Regions from separate parts of the Sus scrofa genome. Here region 1 is linked to region 2. The links are chromatin contacts, called in public Hi-C maps. All regions are on one chromosome and are shown on one strand. The core of a region is the stretch at or near the end of the contact, and the rest is flanking DNA. Distances in the headings are between cores, read along the strand shown. Region 1 overlaps ARHGAP5 (rho GTPase-activating protein 5). Region 2 overlaps AKAP6 (A-kinase anchor protein 6).

Region 1 (2,700 bases), core at 155-2,654, 160 kb before region 2:
TCATTTGGTGGTATGGCACCAACCTAAAATCTGCAAAAAAACAAAACCATGTGACTACAAACTTGACAGTAGAAGAGAAAAATGAGTTGACTCACAATACCCCTAACAATCAGAATCTAAGTCTGAAAAATACCATAATCATAAAAGTAGTTTGAGAAAGTTAGTTGTTAGTTAGATTAAGGAGATACTGTTGTCCATGCAAATGCTACATTCTTGAGAAATTTTTATCTATACTTATATCTAACTATATGTCTGTCTATGCTTGTCATGTTTAGAAGGAGACAGTATAAATGATAAAGCTATTATAGAATAATAGAAATGAAAAGACTTATTTGCTCTTCACTAAAAGATATAATCTATGGGCCTAGTTCTCAGTTAAGATCCAATCCTGAGACATAGCTCACTGCAGGCAGGAACCATGCCTTTCATGTTTACATTCCCTTTTTAGCACTTTTTGAAATATAGTGGGTACAAATTGATAGCTGTTGAATGAGAGGAAATATCAAAAATAATATTCCAAAGAGGTGGTCTACCTAAATTTCAAAACTCTTATTGACTGTATTCTCTCTGCCAGACAGTGTAATTTTAAGGAATGTTGTAAATGAGGAAATATGATTGGTATGTGCAGCATTACAAAATATCATGTTTTTTAAAAGTCCAATAAAGTTTGTGGATATATGAGAAAGTATAAACAGATGAATATGTAAGAAAGTATGTATGATAAATATATTTTTTAGAAAGCTACCCAGAGATAGCCCTGTTAATATTTTTATATATTTCCTTCCAGACTATTTAAGTATTCATATACTTTTTATATTTGAACAAATTTGGAATCATATTGAATTTACAAGAAATATCAAACTCCAAGTATATTTCATATATAAAATAATCCAGAGTAAACTAGAAATATTTACCTTATCATCAGCTTACACTTAATATATATCACTTTCAAGTAAAAAGATTTCTCAAAAAAATTAAACTAAACAAATACTAAATGAAATTTGGACCAATGTAATAGGGCAGGGAGGCAGTTAGTAGGAACAGGAGGGTCTAAGGAGAGTTCCAAGTGTCAGCATTCCTAAAGTGTGTCCACTCTGTATGAGGACTTAATTTTCAAATGAGAACCTTTCATTTTAGCAGCTTGCAGAGTATTTATTCTCAGTGTCTTAGTAGAACCTGCTGTGCAAGCATTCCCTCTAAGCTGCAGATGTACATAGCAGCATCTTATTTCTGAAAACACCTTGGCAAACACCTATTACTGTGATGGCTTAGTTAACAATATAAATACTTATCTGAATGGTAGACTATTGGTAGCCAATTACAGCAATTTAAGTGATGAGGTGATGGGGACGGTGAAGAGTTTTACCCTCAGGTAACTTCAAAGAATTGTCAGCAGCCTGTTCCAACACAAGGCGAACTTACAGAACACTGTCAAAGCCAGAGCTCTTTTATTAGAGTTAGGATGACACCTGGGATGCTTACCACAGTCACACAAACCCACAGGCCACACTGCAGATGTACAAATAGTAAATCAGAGGTGAATCCAAACTGAACCAGACCCTTCTCTTTCTAATCCCTAAATCACTGTGGCACATGATTTCTTTGAGGCCAAGAAGTCGCCTTGCACGGCAAAATCCAAAAAGGCATGGCAGTATTTCGAGGTATCAAATGAAAAGATCACTTTGAAGTGCTCTAAAATTGTATTCCCTTAGCTTAAAAGAGTTTAACTCACTTTCAAAAACACTTACTAACTTAAAATGAATTAGGCACCAAGGAGAAGAAGGTTAGCTATAGTAACTCATTTTTGATTGAAATGCCTCAAAAGTCCTGCTCCAGGCTCCTGTTATTGAGAGAGAGATCCCAGTTGTCATGGATCAAGGAGCACATTGCTCACTGTTTAATAGTCCTTCATCCAGATCTTCTGATAGAATAAATGAATATTTTCTACAACAAAATCAAACATGATAGCTGACATGAAACCATCTTGTCTGAACAAGAAAGAAAGAGGAAAGAAAGTCTAAACAACTATAATATTAACAAGTAAACTAGCTGTAAGAATATCCTACAAGAGAAAGCATTTTACTCAATGATGTTGTATCTTTTACAACATTTTGCTAGGAAGTGATTCTTGGAAAGTGTTGGGAAATATTAAACTAAGTCACAGGGATTTTTTGGGGAAAATTCAACCTGAGAATTTTAGATCCAGTGAGGCTAACTCAATTATAAGGCTAACAACCTAGTTTTAAAATAGGCATAAGATTTTAATAGCTATACCAATGGGTAATAACCACATAAAAAGATGCTCAAGGGAGTTCCTGTTGTTGCACAGTGGAAATGAATCCAACTAGGGTCCCAAGAGGATGTGGATTCAATCCCTGGCCTCACTCAGTGGATCAGGGATCCGGTGTTGACGTGAGCTGTGGTGTAGGTCACAAACATGGCTTGGATCCCACACTGCTATGGCTGAGGTGTAGGCCAGCAGCTGCAGCTCTGATTCAGCCCCTACCCCGGGAACTTCCATATGCCATAAGTGCAGCCCTAAAAAGCAAAGAAAAAAAAGATGTCCAACATCATCATTTGTCATTAGGGAAATGTCAATTCAAACTACGTTAAGATACCATTTATCCATTAGAGTGGCTGTAGTAAAAAGACATATGATAACAAGTATTGGCCATGTTGTATAGAAACTAGGACCCTCAC
Region 2 (2,700 bases), core at 157-2,656:
AGGTAAGGAAAAACTGTGGGGCTTAAGTCATCTCCTTGCGCATATGTAGGACCTCACTCAAGCTTTTTGCTCATTTGTCCATTTGTAGCAATCCTGGATTTTCATCCTCCCTTGCTTCCTCCTTTCCTTTGCTTTTTCTTGGGAGGGATCTTTGGAAAGTCAGAAAAAAAAAAAAATAGAGATTTTGTCCGCACAAAAATATGTCAAAGTCATGCTATGAAGATGGTGAATGCAGCAAGGAAAGATATTAGAAGTGGTATTCCTCTGAGACTCAAAGGACTTAAAATAATCAGGACTCTCAGATAAGCTGATTCACACTCCCTCCCTCTCCCCCCAGGAATAGAGTCAGGAGTCATGAGGGAAAAGCAGGGGTGAAGGGAATAGTGAAAACAAGGGCGGAAAGATAAAATGGGAGACCAGCAAGAAAAGAGCCTCACAAGTCCACCACAGACAGGCTCAGCAAGGACTGAGGAGTGATTTGATGGAAAAGATAAAGTGTCCCATGCATATTTGTGATTTTCTCATCAATGGAAAACATTCATTTGGGGGATAGACTGTATACCTAAGGTAAAAGATAATTTGCTGTCTACACTTATACTCTTTTGCAAGTGAAAACGGGCCATTACTGATTATGTGGATACAATAGGTGTAACCTGCGACTATCAGGTAAATATGGATTTATAATTATAGACTGTACCTCTACCCCTTCCAGACCTCATGGACATAACCAAGAGATTAGACTTTCACTCCTTCAAAGCACAGTCATTAAGCATTGACGTATCCAGTGTTGCTCTTGGCATTGAGGATACAAAGCTGAGCTCTTCTGTTTCTGTAACTGATGAGTTACTCTTTCTGTACCCAAGACTTCCATGACACCAAAGATGAAGGCAAAACCTTCACAGTCCAGTTAACTAGTTATGATGCTTCTTAGTGGGGTTTGTGTATATCGCTCCCACCTGGTCTCCCCAGCACGGTGGTGGCTGAACACCCTGAAGCGTGATGAGTCACAGTGGTGTGATTTTGTTCTGCCTCTGCCCTGCATATGCTGGTTTTAATCAAATGAACACTTATTCCTGTAGCGAATCTTATTACGCCCTTTGCCCTTTCCCATTCCATCTGTTACATGTCTCATTCTCTGTCCTCCAAATGGAATGAGCTGTGTTTTTTCTCAGACTTTTTTTTTTTTTTCTTTCTGGGTTTGATGTCTTTCAGAAATAGGCCTGAAGCCAAGAATTACAATCAAGTTGAAGTGGGTCTGACTGAGGATTTTCAGTATCCTGAGTTCCTTTTTCTAATGCTCCACTTCTCTTATCAGCAAAGCCTCCAGTTTTGATGGCTTTTAATGCAGGGTACTGGGGAGCTCTTTGGTCGGTTTCACAGATCTTCCTGTTAGGACTGCAATTACTGTCTCCCCGGGGGGGTAAAATACCCTTGGGGCACACAGTTATGGTGGCATCCACTTGGATCAGAAGGGCTGTATCGCAGCCATGCTGCAGAGCCCAGGTATCTGCTGGTGGATGGATCATAATCTTGTCTCAGTGGGCTTTTCTAATCCTTTTCATCTCTTTGGCTATTTACTATCTTCCTGACTGAATCATTCATACACATCAAAACCAACTCAGCTTGAAAATAGGCCTCCAGGCCTCTGTCCTGGGAATAGCAAAAGAATATAGACAAATCTTCCCCAAGGAGTGAATTTCTGTTTATTTTAGTTTCTCTCATTGGCAGGTATGATAAGGTTTTACTCTGGAGGAATGAAAAATATTTAAAAGGCGTTGGTGGTATGACAAGTTCCAAATTTGGTTCTCTTTCAGCAAGCATAACCCCATATACCTGGGCTGTGACTCTTTTGTATTATTTATTTTTTTGTCTGTGTCAGTTTCCCCCATTTTTAAGGTCCTGTGAGGCTTCTTGTCTCTCATCTTTTAACCCCTTCTTCACTCTTCCTCCCCTACCCTAGTGCTTAATCCACTGTTTTCCACAGAGAAGGTCATTGATAAATGTTTCCAAACTCAATAAATATTTTTGGCTTGTGAATCAGTAATCTCCTTATTTGATACTTCCTCCACACTGAAAGACTTACTGATAGGTTCTTAGAGGGAATTCACCCCTGTTAATGTCCTTTGAGTAATAAAGCCAGGCCAGAGGAATGGAAAATATGAAGGTCACTGTCTTTGCATTTCTATGGGGAAGGTTTTGCTACCCCAGACACAGAATCTTCAGGTCCCTAGGGATGCACATAAAACATGAGATTGATGCTGCATCCAGTTTTTTGACTCCCCTGCTTGCTACTGTTGCTGTCTGACATATATTCAAACTCACTTTGCAGTAGATGGAAGGAAAGGTTTTTTAGACCTAGGACAGGAACTAAACTAAGGCTCAGGACCTGCCTTAAAAAGAGCATTCAGAATCCTTGGTTGCTTCCCAAACCAAATTAGGCTAGTATATACCCCACCTTGAACTAGGCGGGAATCAATCCAGCCTGGAAAACCAAGGGGAATAAGACATAGCACAAATGGCCACTTGGTTCTCTGCATTCTTTTCCTAATTACTGAATGTTTCAACGCAGCTGTAGCATGCTCCCTCTCTTATTTGACACTTTCATGTTGCCTCGCTCTATTAATAGTCACTGAGCTTCTGGTCAGCCAAGGATAATTATGCTTCATTACCACCTCTGGGTAAAACTCTGGTTGCCAGAAA

The links. Hi-C and Micro-C count contacts between places; a contact is called where the count stands out from the background.
Region 1: a contact with region 2 is called in a Hi-C map of omental adipose tissue, with 1.8 times the contacts expected there. The contact joins two enhancer-like sites. A contact is called at or near these places in 18 of 47 Hi-C or Micro-C datasets (alveolar macrophages, embryonic fibroblasts, epiblast stem cells and 11 more) and 2 of 2 datasets of contacts at active chromatin or transcription factors (alveolar macrophages and skeletal muscle).

The regions. Positions count from the first base shown.
Region 1 is chr7:67,602,290-67,604,989 of Sscrofa11.1, reverse strand. The region is part of intron 1 of ARHGAP5 (rho GTPase-activating protein 5); the gene reads left to right. Among named protein-coding and RNA genes, the nearest start is that of ARHGAP5, 28 kb to the left of the region's middle. Within about 2 kb of position 1,404, at least 2 of the 83 cell types and tissues checked have an H3K27ac peak or open chromatin away from gene starts, as enhancers often do. A contact at or near this core is called in omental adipose tissue, where this site is marked.
Region 2 is chr7:67,439,002-67,441,701 of Sscrofa11.1, reverse strand. The region is part of intron 1 of AKAP6 (A-kinase anchor protein 6); the gene reads left to right. Among named protein-coding and RNA genes, the nearest start is that of AKAP6, 22 kb to the left of the region's middle. Within about 2 kb of position 1,406, at least 4 of the 83 cell types and tissues checked have an H3K27ac peak or open chromatin away from gene starts, as enhancers often do. A contact at or near this core is called in omental adipose tissue, where this site is marked.